Regions from separate parts of the Sus scrofa genome. Here region 1 is linked to region 2. A link is a contact called in public HiChIP or PLAC-seq data. All regions are on one chromosome and are shown on one strand. Each heading gives the region's core, a stretch centred on a gene start, on an enhancer-like site or on the middle of the called end of the contact. The rest is flanking DNA. Distances are from core to core; before and after follow the strand shown.

What was found. HiChIP or PLAC-seq counts read pairs in DNA pulled down with a chosen protein or histone mark.
Region 1: a contact with region 2 is called in an H3K27ac HiChIP or PLAC-seq map of alveolar macrophages. The contact joins two enhancer-like sites. A contact is called at or near these places in 1 of 47 Hi-C or Micro-C datasets (embryonic fibroblasts) and 1 of 2 datasets of contacts at active chromatin or transcription factors (alveolar macrophages).

What each region holds. Positions count from the first base shown.
Region 1 is chr1:122,414,713-122,421,335 of Sscrofa11.1, reverse strand. All of the region lies in intron 9 of GALK2 (N-acetylgalactosamine kinase), which reads left to right. Among named protein-coding and RNA genes, the nearest start is that of GALK2, 120 kb to the left of the region's middle. Within about 2 kb of position 2,290, at least 3 of the 83 cell types and tissues checked have an H3K27ac peak or open chromatin away from gene starts, as enhancers often do. A contact at or near this core is called in alveolar macrophages, where this site is marked.
Region 2 is chr1:121,723,676-121,730,495 of Sscrofa11.1, reverse strand. All of the region lies in intron 3 of ATP8B4 (probable phospholipid-transporting ATPase IM), which reads right to left. Among named protein-coding and RNA genes, the nearest start is that of ATP8B4, 98 kb to the right of the region's middle. Within about 2 kb of position 5,220, at least 21 of the 83 cell types and tissues checked have an H3K27ac peak or open chromatin away from gene starts, as enhancers often do. A contact at or near this core is called in alveolar macrophages, where this site is marked.

The DNA of each region.
Region 1 (6,623 bases), core at 1,041-3,540, 690 kb before region 2:
GAATGGCTACAATCCATCACTAGGGACTGGTTAGGAAAAATTTAAGGATTATTTGTCAGGCCTTGGCCCACAGATAGGGATTATCTAAGAGTGTGGTATAATGTCTGAGTTTCTAGAAGCTCAGGGACCAGACTGATTTGGGAGGGATGTTCCCTAAGGTGTCACCCCAGGAGAAAGGTAAAGCTGTGTACAGAGCCAGGAGAGATGGGCACATGTATCTAGCACAGTGATAAATGAAGAACACTCCTTGGAGGATAAACAGAGTCCACGAGGGACTAAATGGAAACTGAGGCTGAGAATGAGTTGGGTGGTTTGGGTGCTAGTTTAAGAAAGGAGAGAGTTATTGTGCTCCAGGTTGGCGTGGCCCTGCTGCTTAGATGCAGCTGCCGGGCTAGACACGAATCTCTTTGCTTGGATTACCCACTTTGCCTGTGACCATATGCTGACATAGTGCTGCCTGGTTGCTGACTAATTTGTTTGGATCCTGTAATTTCCAAAGTCACGAGCAATAATCACGGCGTTGAGCAAGTATAAGACAGTGGCATACACTTTTTTTTTTTTAATAATTTTTTTAAATTTTCCCACTGTACAGCAAGGGGGTCAGGTTATCCTTACATGTATACATTACAATTACATTTTCCCCCCACCCTTTCTTCTGTTGCAACATGAGTATCTAGACAAAGTTCTCAATGCTGCTCAGCAGGATCTCCTTGTAAATCTATTCTAAGTTGTGTCTGATAAGCCCAAGCTCCTCAGCCATAAAAAAGAATGACATAATGCCATTTGCAGCAACATGGATGGAACTAGAGAATCTCATCCTGAGTGAAATGAGCCAGAAAGACAAAGACAAATACCATATGATATCACTTATAACTGGAATCTAATATCCAGCACAAATGAACATCTCCTCAGAAAAGAAAATCATGGACTTGGCATACACTGTTCTTTAGGAAGACATCTAGAGTTAAAAAAAAAGCCAAAAAACTTATTTAGTTTATGGTTTGCACATTACGCTTCACCCACGTCATCTGATTTGAATCTCACAACAAGCCTGGAGCACATGTTATCTTCATTTCACAGAGGAGAAAACTTGAGGTCAGAGAGTAATGTTTAGTTACAAAACTAGAGAGGTAGTAAGTGCTGTAGCCAGATTCCAAATCCCAGTCTTTTGACTTAATCCAGTGCTCTTATCACAGTTCCTTTTTATCTCAGTGTAAGAATAAGCTGGCCTTAGCGATGCTGTACCAAGTAAGGGAGATAATATCAGATTTTGACTTTGCTTGGCTATGACTTTTTCTTGAAACTAAAGAAGGTGATGAAAATAGATTATTTTGTGGTTAATGCATTTCCTTTTGGCTATTTTCCATTCTGGTGCTTTTGCCTGAGAAGATATAAAGCCATGTGGCATCTGGTTGCTTGCTTAATTTAAGGAGCAAACTCAAATTGGCAAGAATGTGAATGAGCTCTTGTATCACAGAAGAGCCATGAGAAGTGCTGTGGAATTTTCTCTTTGGATAAAAGTGTAGCCCTCATAAGTTGTCTCAGTTAAGTCTAAGAGTAATTTATTTTTCCTCTAATGGAGAAGTGTAAAGGTACTTTACAATGTAAAAGGAGTCAGTCAGGAATTTCAGTTTCCAATTATGTGTTCTCAGTATTAAGGAAATTGATTTTAAAAATACCTTGTAAGATATCAGGTGCCTAAATTCTCTGATTTCAATACATTTGATTGTTGTTCTTATAAGAATATTGAAGAAAAGTTTTCTACAAAGAGCCTAGAAGAAACTCCACAGGAAATTAGAAATCTTTAGAGAGTTTACAGATATTGGTTGAGCAAAAATCCTTAAAATCTGTGTGATGGACTTCTAATAAGGCCAAATAAAAATAAGTCCTTTTGTCTTTTGTTTCTGTTTTTACAAGATAACAGATTCTTGAAATCCTCTTGTGGTGCAGTGGGTTAAGGATCTGCTTTGTCACTGCAGTGGCTCGGATTCGATCTGTAGCCTTGGAACCCCTGGCAGGGCCAAAGGAAAAAAAGATAACAAATTCTTATGAAAGAAAATATAAAAGAATAAATCAAATACTTATTTTTGTTATGTGCACAAGATATGCTTTAAGTTGTTTTGGAAGACAAGAGTGGGGAAGATTTGTTTTCATGTAGTTCTTTTTCTTTTCCCTCTGCCTGGCTTCTCCCTTTTGCTTCTAAGCTCCTGTTGACTTCTCAGCTGTCTGGCCACAGAGGGCAGGATCACACCATGAGTAAAGCTTCTTTAATTTCTAGGAAGAAATGGGCTGAACTATATCCCAGACACTTGGGGATGATGCCTTCTTCCTGGGTTTTCCTCTTCCTCTTTCAGATGTGTGTATTAGTCTTTGGTGCACTTTGCCTCTTCAAATATTTAAGGAACTGAGAATGAATACAAACATAACACTATTAAGTATGATTTTAAAGACAGAGCATCTTGAAACTCTCAACTTCTGTAGGAAAAGCCCCGTAGTGGTGTGTGGGAATGACATACACAACTGTGTTGTGTGCTGTGTACCAGTCCATACTTGAGCCACTCATGGGTAGGCCAGAGCTCAGAATCTCCCTCTTATCCTACAAGGCTAATAGTACTAGCCCTGTTTTTGGTTGCTGCAGCCATTCTAAAGCCACAAAAGCCAGAGAATTCTGGAATTTTTATATGTTTGTGTGAGAGTTTTTGTTTTTATTTTTTTAAATAAACCACCTAAGGTACCTTACTAGTTCCCTCATTGACTGAGTTGAATAAAATCTTTAAAATGTGTTTACTTTTATTTATTTTTTTTGGTTAAACTAGCTTTAAAAATTTTTGAAATTTTATATTGAGGTATAGTTGATTTACAGTGTCGTGTTAATTTCAGGTGTATAGCAAAAGTGATTCAATTCTACATATATATCTGTTCTTCTTCAGATTCCTTTCTCCTGTAGATTATTACAGAACATTGAATAGAGTTATCTGTGCTGTACAGTAGTTCCTTGTTGATTATCTATTTTTTGTATAGTAGTTTATATATGTTAATCCCAACCTCCTAATTTATCCCTCCCCACCTCCCCCATTTTTTCCTCTTTGGTAACCATAAGTTTGATTTCAAAGTCTGTTAGTCCGTTTCTGTTTTATAAATAGGTTCATTTGTATCATTTATTTAGATTCCACATATAAGTGATATTACATGACATTTGTCATTCTCTATCTGACTTCTCTTAGTATGATAATTTCCAGGTCCATCCATCTTGCTGCAAATGGCGTTATTTCATTCCTTTTTATGGCTTAATAGTATTCCATTGTATATATGTACCACATCTTCTTTATCCACTCCTCTGTTGATAGATGTTTAGGTTGTGTCCATTTCTTAGTTATTGTCTATAGTGCCATAATGAATGTTGGGGTGCCTGTATCTTTTCAAATTAGGGTTTTCTTCAGATAGATGCTCAGGCATTGGATTGTTTGATCATATGGTAGTTCTATTGTTTTATTTTTTATTTTTTTGGTAGGCAGTACATGGAAGTTCCTAGGCCAGGGATTGAACCTGTGTCACAACAGCAACCCAAGCCATTGCAGTGTCAATGCCAGGGCCTTAACCCATTGTACCAAAAGGGAGCTCCCTATTTTTAGTTTTTAAAGGAAACTCTATACAGTTCTCCATAGTGGTTATATCAATTTATACTCCCACCAACAATGTAGGAAGGTTCCCTTTTCTCCACACCCTCTCCAGCATTTATCACTTGTAGACTTACTGATAATGGCTATTCTGTGAGGTTATACCTCATTGTAGTTTTGTCATTGTCATTTCTCTAAAATTAGTAGTTTTATCATTGTCATTTATCTAAAATTAGTGGTGTTGAGCATCTTTTCATGTGGTTTTTGGCCATCTGCGTGTCTTCTTTGGAGACATGTCTAGATCTTCTACCCATTTTTTGATTGAGTTGTTTGTATTTTTGGTAAAGAGCTGCATGAACTGTTTGTATATATTAGAGATTGATCCCTTGTTGGTTGCTTCATTTGCAGATTTTCTCCCATCATGTATGTTGTCTTTTCTGTTTTTTTTTTTCAAAAAATTTTTTATGATTTACTTTGGTGTGTAAAACTTGTAAGTTTAATTAGGTCCCAGTTTATTTATTTTTTTATTTCCATTACTCTATGAGACAGACCTAAAAAGATATTGCTGAGATTTATGTCAAAGAGTGTTCTTCTACCTGTTTTCCTCTTGGAGTTTTGTAGTATCTGGTCTTACATTTTGGCCTTTAATCCATTTTGAGTTTATTTTTGTGGTATTAGAGAATATTCTAATTTCATTCTTTTACATGCAGTTGTCGGTTTTCTCAGTACCGTCTTTTCTCTGTTGTATATTCTTGCTTCCTTTGTTGTAGATTAATTGACCATAGGTGCCTGGGTATACTTTCTATCTTGTTTCATTGATCTATAAGTCTGTTTTTGTGCCAGTAACATACTATTTTGTTGACTGTAGCTTTGTAGTATAGTCTGAAGTCAGGGAGGGTGATTCTTCTAGCTCTGTTTGTCTTTCATAGCAGGATTGCTTTGTCTATTTGGGGTCTTTGGTGTTTATATACAAATTTTTTTTGGTCTTTTTGTCTCTTTAGGGCTGTACCCATGGCATATGGAGGTTCCCAGGCTAGGGGTCACATCAGAGCTGCAGCTGGTGGCCTATGCCACAGCCACAGCAACATGGGATCTGAGCCGCATCTGCAACCTACACCACAGCTCATGGCAGAGCCAGATCCTTAACCCACTAAGCAAGGCCAGGGATTGAACCTGCGTCTTCATGGATGCTAGTTGGGTTCGTTAACTGCTGAGCCATGACAGGAACTCCTCCATACAAATTTTTAAATGTTTTGTTCTAGTTCTATGAAGATGCTACAGGTGATTTGATAGGGATTACACTGAAACTGTGGATTGCCTTGGGTAGTATAGTCATTTTGACAATAGTGATTCTTCAAATCCAAGAACATGATATATCTTCCATCTGTTTGTGTCATCTTTGATTTTTTTCATCAGCATCTTATAGTTTTTGGAGAAAAGGTGTTTTGCATACTTAGGTAGGTTTATTCCTAGGTATTTTATTCTTTTTGATTTAATGATAAATGGGATTGTTTCCTTTTCTAATCTTTTGTTGTTAGTGTATAGAAATGCAAGAGATTTCTGTATATTCATTTTGTATCCTGAAACTTTACCAAATTCATTGATGAGCTTTAGTAGTTTTCTGTGGCATCTTTAGGGTTTTCTATCTATAGTATCATTTCATTTGCAAACAGTGACAGTTTTACTTCTTTTCTAATTTGGATTCCTTTTATTTCTTTTTCTTCTGATCACTGTGCTAAGACCTCTAGAACTATGTTGAATAAAAGTGGTGAGAGTGGACATCCTTCTCCTGTTCCTGAGCTGAGAAAAAATTCTTTCAGCATTTCACTGTTGTATGTTCATTGTGGTTTTATCATATATGTCCTTTATTATGTTGAGGTAGGTTCCCTCTGTGCCCACTTTCTGGAGAATTTTTGTCATAAATGGATGTTGACTTTTGTCAAAAGCTTTCTCTGCATCTATTGGGATGATTATATGGTTTTCTTCTTCTTTATGACTTTTATTTATTAGTGTGGTGTATCACACTGATTGATTTGCAGATATTGAAAAGTTCTTGCATCCCTGGGATAAATTCCCCTTGGTCATGGTACTTGATCCTTTTAATGTGTGGTTGGATTTGGTTTACTAATATTTTTTTGAGGATTTGTGCATCTATGTTCATCAGTAATATTGGACTGTAATTTTCTTTTTGTGTGTGATGCTTTTGTCAGGTTTTACTATGAGGGTGATGCTGGCTTCATAGAGTGAGTTCAGAAATGTTTCTTCCTCTGCAATTTTTGGATAGTTTCAGAAGAATGAGTTTTAACTCTTCTCTAAATCTTGGGTAGAATTTACCTGTGAAGTCATCTAGTCCTCGACTTGTTTGTTGGGAGTTTTTAAAAAATTACTGATTCAATATCATTACTGGTAATTGGCCTGATCATATTTTATATTTCTTCCTGGTTCAGTCTTGGGAGATGGTCCCTTTCTAAGAATTCGTCTATTTCTTCTAGGATGTCTATTTTATTGGTGTGTAATTGCTCATAGTAGTCTCCATGATCCTTTGTATTTTTGTGGCTTTGGTCGTAACTTCTTTTCCATTTTTTATTTTATTGATTTGGGCCCCCTCTCTTTTTTCTTGATGAGGCTGGCTGAAGTTTTATCAATTTGTTTATCTTTTCAGAGAACCAGCATTAATTTCATTGTTCTTTTCTATTTTTTAGTCTCCATTTCATTTATTTATGATCCTTATGATTTCTTTCCTTCTACTAACTTTGGATTTTGTTTGTTCTTTCTCTAATTGCTTGAAGTGTAAGGTTAATTGTTTATTTGAGATTTTTCTGGTTTTCTGATATAAGCTTGAATTGCTCTAAATTTCCCTCTTAGAACTACTTTTGCTAGAGTTCCCTTGTGGCTCAGTGCATTAATGATCTGGCATTGTTATTGCTGTGGCTCGGGTCACTGCTGTGGCATGGGTTAGATCTCTGGCCAGAAACCTCTGCATGAATGTGACCAAAAAGAATAAAA
Region 2 (6,820 bases), core at 3,971-6,470:
GTTGTGGGTTCAATCACTGGCCTCACTCAGTGGGTTAAGGATCCGGCATTGCTGTGAGCTGTGGTGTAGGTCGCAGATGCGGCTCAGATTTGGCGTTGCCCTGGCTCTGCTGTAGGCTGGCAGCAACAGCTCTGATTAGACTCCTAGCCTGGGAACCTCCACATGCCACAGGCGCAGCCCTAAAAAAGACAAAAAGAAAAAAAATTCCTTTTACATAGTTTTATAAAGCTATCTAAAACTAATACGTTAAAAGAACAGAGCTAAAGACCCTTCAAAAAATGTGATTAGAACTATGGCAAACTACTAGAGTCCTCACCACAGATTAATATTAACATCTCTTCAGTTATTTAAATAAAACATATTAAATATGTTTTGTTTAACCATTTATAAATCTACCTAACTGTACTCCTATGAGGCTTAACTCTATCTTATCCATAAAGACAGCATGAGAAATTTAAAGTGACAGATCTTACTGATGTTCAGAATCAATGTGCCTCAAGAATTTCCATCCAGTAATATTTTTAAATGGAGGTTAATCCATATGGCTTGTTTTAAATGAACCTACACCAACTCTCAGGAATCACTACTACCTGTTTAAAGAACATATTGACATCTGTTAAATGGCCATTTTTAACATTAACCAGGAACCAATGTGTCCAGCTGTGCACAATAAGAGAGGTGTGAAGAGAAGGGTTTCTAATTTAGTGGGTCTGATGCAGAGTATTGTACAAAAGACTGTCTTTAAGCTGCTAGTGACTGTTTTGCAGTGAGTCCTCTACCCAAGAGCCAGGCTGGGAAGGAAGACTGTGACAGCTGTCCATTATAACACTTCTTTTCTAAAAAGAATGAGGAAGAGGAAAGCTAAAGAGAAAAAGCAGTTAACCAAAAGGATTACATATTATTAATTCTTTTTTATATTGTCCTTCTCATTTGAAACTAAAATAGAGGTTAAGCCTGTTTCTTACTAAAAGGACAAGACAGAATGTCTGCTGGAATATTTCAAAACCCATGGCAGGAATTATAAAGAAACTCTCCTACAAAATTGAATTCCACACAGGTAAGGAGTCAACTGTGTAGGATAAAGCGATAACACCAATGGGGACAGTGATAATTCTGCTTAAATTGATGTAGAGCAATGATTGTGTTTGTTCTACTTGTTCTGTTGTGACTTAGTCACAGATGATGGGAACCCTCACAGCTGACTGGAACAAGGAACGAGGGCTCCCCCTTCTGGAGAATCTCTGCACCCATTTATCTTTGGTTTTCCTTATGGGGTAGGGGGATAGTTTCCATTTCCACTGCCCTATTCAAGAATATGAGCATCGGTAAAACTTTAAACCGGGCACATTAATAAATATTTAGTCACTTCATCGAGCCAGCCTACTGACTTACAATCACATTGTAGTGCAACTTATTCTATAATAAGGCACAGAAGATCTTTACCACTATCCTCTTAGAACTACTTTCTTACCAAAAACTACTAGAAATATCCCAGTTCAGAAGTAAGGAGGAGGAGAGGAAGAGGAAACCGAGGGGAAAGGAGTACATCTGTGGAATGTTAGAGCATTAGTGCTGATAGACATCAGGCTGAAAATCATGGCCTTAGCTTTTATCCAGGTGGACCCATTAACTGACCCCACATGAGAAGGGTTTAACTCCCAGTCATAAGCAATCTTGGACCAGGACAGGCCTCTCCTGTGGTGGGAAGGAGCCTGCCCTTGGAGAAGCTTCAGAGACCACCTGCTCCCTCTAGGAAGCTCATTTCCAAGAGGAAGAGGGGAGAGCTGTGCCAAAGAGGCCTAGATATTCTTCCAAGATTGATACATCAGGTAAATAACTCCACGTCTCACAGGCCAGAGTGAGAAAAAGGGTGGAGAGAGAAATGTCACCCCCATAGAGACCCCTCCACCTGGAGGGCAACATAAGAATGAGGAAAAGGCATTGCTCCTTTAAAACATATTCATTCAAAAGTCCTGATGTGGGCAGAAGGCAGCACACTTACAGATCTAAAAGAGGGACCATGAGGCTGAACTTCAGAGCCCAGCACAAACCGAAGCTGCAAAGAGAAGTTTCTTGCAATCTGTACTAAGGACCTTAGTCTTTATTGTAAGGTCTTAAGCAATCTGATGATATTCTAATTTTAAAAGATTACCCTAGCTAAGAACAAAGATGGAAATAACAAAGAATAGGTGTGAGAAGACCAATGAGGAGGTCTTTCAGTTAGTCCAGGTGAGAGATGAGGAGGCTCAGACCAGGGTGGTGGCAGGAATAATAACAATGGCTGATATTTATCAAGCTCTTATTATATACATCATTCTAAGAGCTTAACATTTCATAGCTCATTTTATCCTCACAGCCTCTTTATGAAATAGGTACTATTATTCCCACTCCATAGAAGGGAAATCCAAGGTACAGCAAGATTAAGCAGTTTACACAAGATTGCACAGTTTGTGAGTGGTGGGCCCAGGATTTGAATCGTGGTGCTCTGCTTCCAGAGTCCACTCTCTTCACCACTATGCTTCCCCAATTCACTACCAGGCAGGTGTTTCTTAAGCATTCAGAGCCATCAGCCTTTGCTTTCTCCTCTACACTATATTTCTAACAGCCTGTCACTTTCCTACCAAGGGAAATACTGGATGTCTATACTTTCTTCTTGAGTCAGTCCCCTCAGTAGGAACCCAGATATCTACTGCCCGATGTACAATCACAGCTTCCTTACATTCCCTTTCAGCCCCTCTCAAAGCTCAAGGTAGGCAAATAGTATAGCTAACCACTTCCTTAATTCAGCTTTCCAACAGAAGCAGCAAAAGTCCTTTGACATTTTCAGTAATGACTTGGTGCAGGGGAAGAATAAAGTAAAAAAAATGACAAATTCTTCAAGATGGGCCATCAAGTAAAATACTATTAAAATGAAAAGCACTGTTTTGTATAATGATATTTTAATGTGTAATCACTGTGCTTAAGAAAACAAAGCCATTGACAGATGAACGAAGAAGATGTGGTACACATACAATGTAATACTACTCAGCCATAAAAAAGAACAAAATAATGCCATCTGCAACGACATGGATGCAACTAGAAATTCTCATACTAAGTGTAGTAAGTCAGAAAGAGAAAGAAAAAAATACCCAATGATATCTTTTACATGTGTAATCTAAAACATGCACAAATGAACCTGTCTACAAAACAGAAGCAGACTCACAGACGTAGAGAACAGACTTGTGGCTGCCAAGGGGGATGGAGGAGGAAGTGGGATAGATAGGGTGTTTGGGGCTGGTAGATGCAAACTATTACACTTAGAATGCATAAGCAATAAGGTCCTTCTATAAAGCACATGAAACTATATCCAATCTCTTGGGATAGACCATAAAGGAGTATGAGAAAAAAAACGTGTGTGTGTGTGTGTGTGTGTGTGTGTGTGTATGCATGACGGGATCACTATGCTATACAGGAGAAATGACACAACTCTATAATAAAAAAAATTAATTTAAAAGAAGAAAACAAAACAGATGGAAAGTAACAAACAGTAAACAGAGCATTTGAGGAGTCCGCCTCAATGCTTCCACTGGCAAAATGAAACTAATAATATTTCTCATTACACATGTATACAACTAAGTGGGTATAAGATGATATCGCAGACATAAAAGCATTTTTGCTAAATTGAAAAAATTATACAAATAGAGGATTTTTGTTGAGTATCCCTCAAATAACCCAAATGGGTTTAGGAAATTCTGTGTCCTAGGCTAGATAAACCAAGTATGCCACAGTAACAAACAATTTCAGAATCTTCATGGTTCAAGGTAATAAGAGTTTATTTTTTAAGCATGTTACTTGTCCAGGATGAGCCAGCAGAGGGACTCTGCTCATCATAGTTACTCACAAGGGAACTGCCACTATCTCAGATGCTTCCAGCTGCAATACTAGAGGGAAAGAGAAAGCTCTGAAGAGTCTCACACCTACAACTTAATGCTTCAACCCACACTCTCACAACTCATTGACCAAAAAGAGTAACATGTGTCCAAAAGGCAGAAAGCCAGAAACAGTAATGGATATCACCAATGGCCACCACAACCAGAAATGTAAACAAACCCTAATATTTGAAGAGTACAAGACACATAAGCTACAAAAAATAAATACCAAGCAACCTCAATGCTCTCAAACAAGTCCTATTTCAATGCCAGATGTAACAGATATTTGACTATTTTCCCCTTCCCCTCAGCTGACAATGCTCCAAATTTCTTAGTCCTGTGATCTGTAAACTCAACTCCCATCCATAACTCCAGGGTCAGGCCCAGATGAGCTTAAACCAACTATATGGCCCATCCTCCTAAATATACTTTGAATTCAGGGATTAGCACATGACACATGTCACATGATTAAGGTCTTAATAATAGTCATTTTATCAGTTCTGGGAATTTGCTGGAGACATAAGTTTTCTCCCTCTTACTGGATTCCAACCTAGGAAGCAAGTAGTCCTAAGGGTCACCGACAGCATCTCAGAACCAAGAGTGGATGAAGCTGCCAAGAATAATTCTTACACTGAAGATGCAGGGCCAAGAAATGCAGAGAAATAAACTAGTCCAAGCTTCTCCTGAGGCTAGTCATACCTCTGGCTTTTTAGTTATATGATCTGTCCATTTATAGTATTGTCTAAGTCAGTTTGAGTTGATTTTTCTTTTATACCCAACAAATCAAATCTCAAGTAAGAGGGTTAATAATATACACAAGATTAGTTTGTGTTTTTATATAATAGTTTACTTTTATTTCTATATTTGCCTTAAAGAGTGAGTCATGGACGGCTGAGCCTAAATGCAGTTGGCGGTTGTCTGGGGACACTGCCTGCGTCTATGAATCCCACAGGCCAAACCCCAGGAGCTTTCGCAATGATTACCAAAGTTTCAGCACTAGCAAAAGATCTCCCCACATTTGATGAAATATTTTTATGTTGTAACAGCTATAAAAAGTAACTGTCAGGATCTTGGGTGGGAGAGGCTATTTTTCTTACCAGAGAGGCAGCAGATAGAGTACTATTATAGTACAAGTTGGATTCTAAAGAGAAAAATAGCCCTGACTTTTAGGGAAGAGATTATCTCTAAACCATAAAATGAAAACCAAAAAAGAGACTGTCCACAGACTACTTGCATTAAAAAGGAAGTGGTCTAAAGGCATTTGCACCATGCAGGAAATATGTGACACGCCCATGTTTATGCAAAGATCCCAAAAAAATGCATGTATGGGACAAGCTGGCCTGGAGATTGGACATCTGGCGCCTCACTGGTACCAGGCAGAACCACAGCTCCTCAGTATGAGTCAAGGTTGCTCAGTGAGGAATCCACAGCATTCACAGTTGGGAGGAATCGAGAAGTGATAACACTCAACCCACAGAAGGGGCTTTACAGAGAGTCATCAATAAACACTGGTTACATTCATTATCACCAATACCACCATCATCATCATAACATTCTCCTGTGCCTGGGCTCCCCACCATAAGCAAAAACATTTGTGGCAGGGGAGAGAGCAGAGGGCACATTTCCCCCAATGTTCACCTATTCATTCATCTAAGGGTCTTCTATGTGTCATGCAATGCGTCATTGAGCCAGAACTATAGAGGTGAATAAGCAAAGACCTGACCCTGCACTTTAGTTGTAGGAAGAGAGGCAGGAATAAGCAGATGATAAACTTGTACACTGATGACACAATTTAAGTAAGTGATCAGTGCTATGAAGAAAACAGTGAGCAATAGAGTAGGAACACCTTGCCTGACAAGAAGATGCCTGCTTCATGTACCTTCAAGATGACCCTACCTATGAGACCACTAAACACCTGTCCCCCAGGGGATGTCCAAAACAGTCCTTCAAGCTATCAGAAAAATAAATTAAGAATTTCCATACATATTTTAACAAAGATTTCAAAATGTAAAGTTACTAATATTTAATGCACATATGTATTCACACACATACAAATGTACATTTCTATGAATACATACACACATAAACATTATAATTACAGATATACAAAGTAAATATGGGAAGTAAATATTGTAAAGATTCTCTTTTCACAAGTAGGGAGCATACTTAGAAAGTTTTAAGAGGGCCAAGTTGAAGACGCAACACTGTTATGGTCAAAGGAAATGAGTACGACTCATGTGTCACCAAGGCTTAGACACAGAAAGGAAAATTTAGTTTGTGTGTAATGGTGTCTCTTGTATCATAAAATGACACTAGCTAACAGGGGTTGTCTCCTGACATATGCCAAGCACTGGACTGAGCACTGAACATGCATAATCTCATGTAATCTTCAAAAAATTCCAGCGAGCTGTTACCACTTCAGCATCATTTTACAGATGAGAAAATCGAGGCTCAGAGAAGTTTTAAGAGTTGCCCACAAAAGCTATGTTGCATGGAGTCATGTGTTCTCCCAAATGGTATGTGTTTCCTGGTAAATGAGTCAGAAACAAGGAGTCAGTCTCTAGCCTCCCTTCTGATCAGTAAACTCACTCACCCTCTTAGGACATTCTTCATCTGGTGAAAAGAGCCTCCCTAAATTAAAGCACAGTGGAGCACACACACTAATTCAATCAGCTGGAGCAGTCACTTTCAGTCCTTTCAATCTAGGGAGAGTGTCACGGGGCTTGTCTAGGGAGCTTCATTTCCCATCTAGACCTCAAAAACAGAGACAGTGGCAAGGTGAGCTTTCAGAAAGGCCTTGGTCTCACCCCAAAGCAAATCTGCCTGACAGTGTCATGAACCTTGTTCTGCTTTCCACTCTCAGGCCTTAGTTTGGTGTTTTAGCAACTGAAAGACTGTTCTAGAGCTAGTAA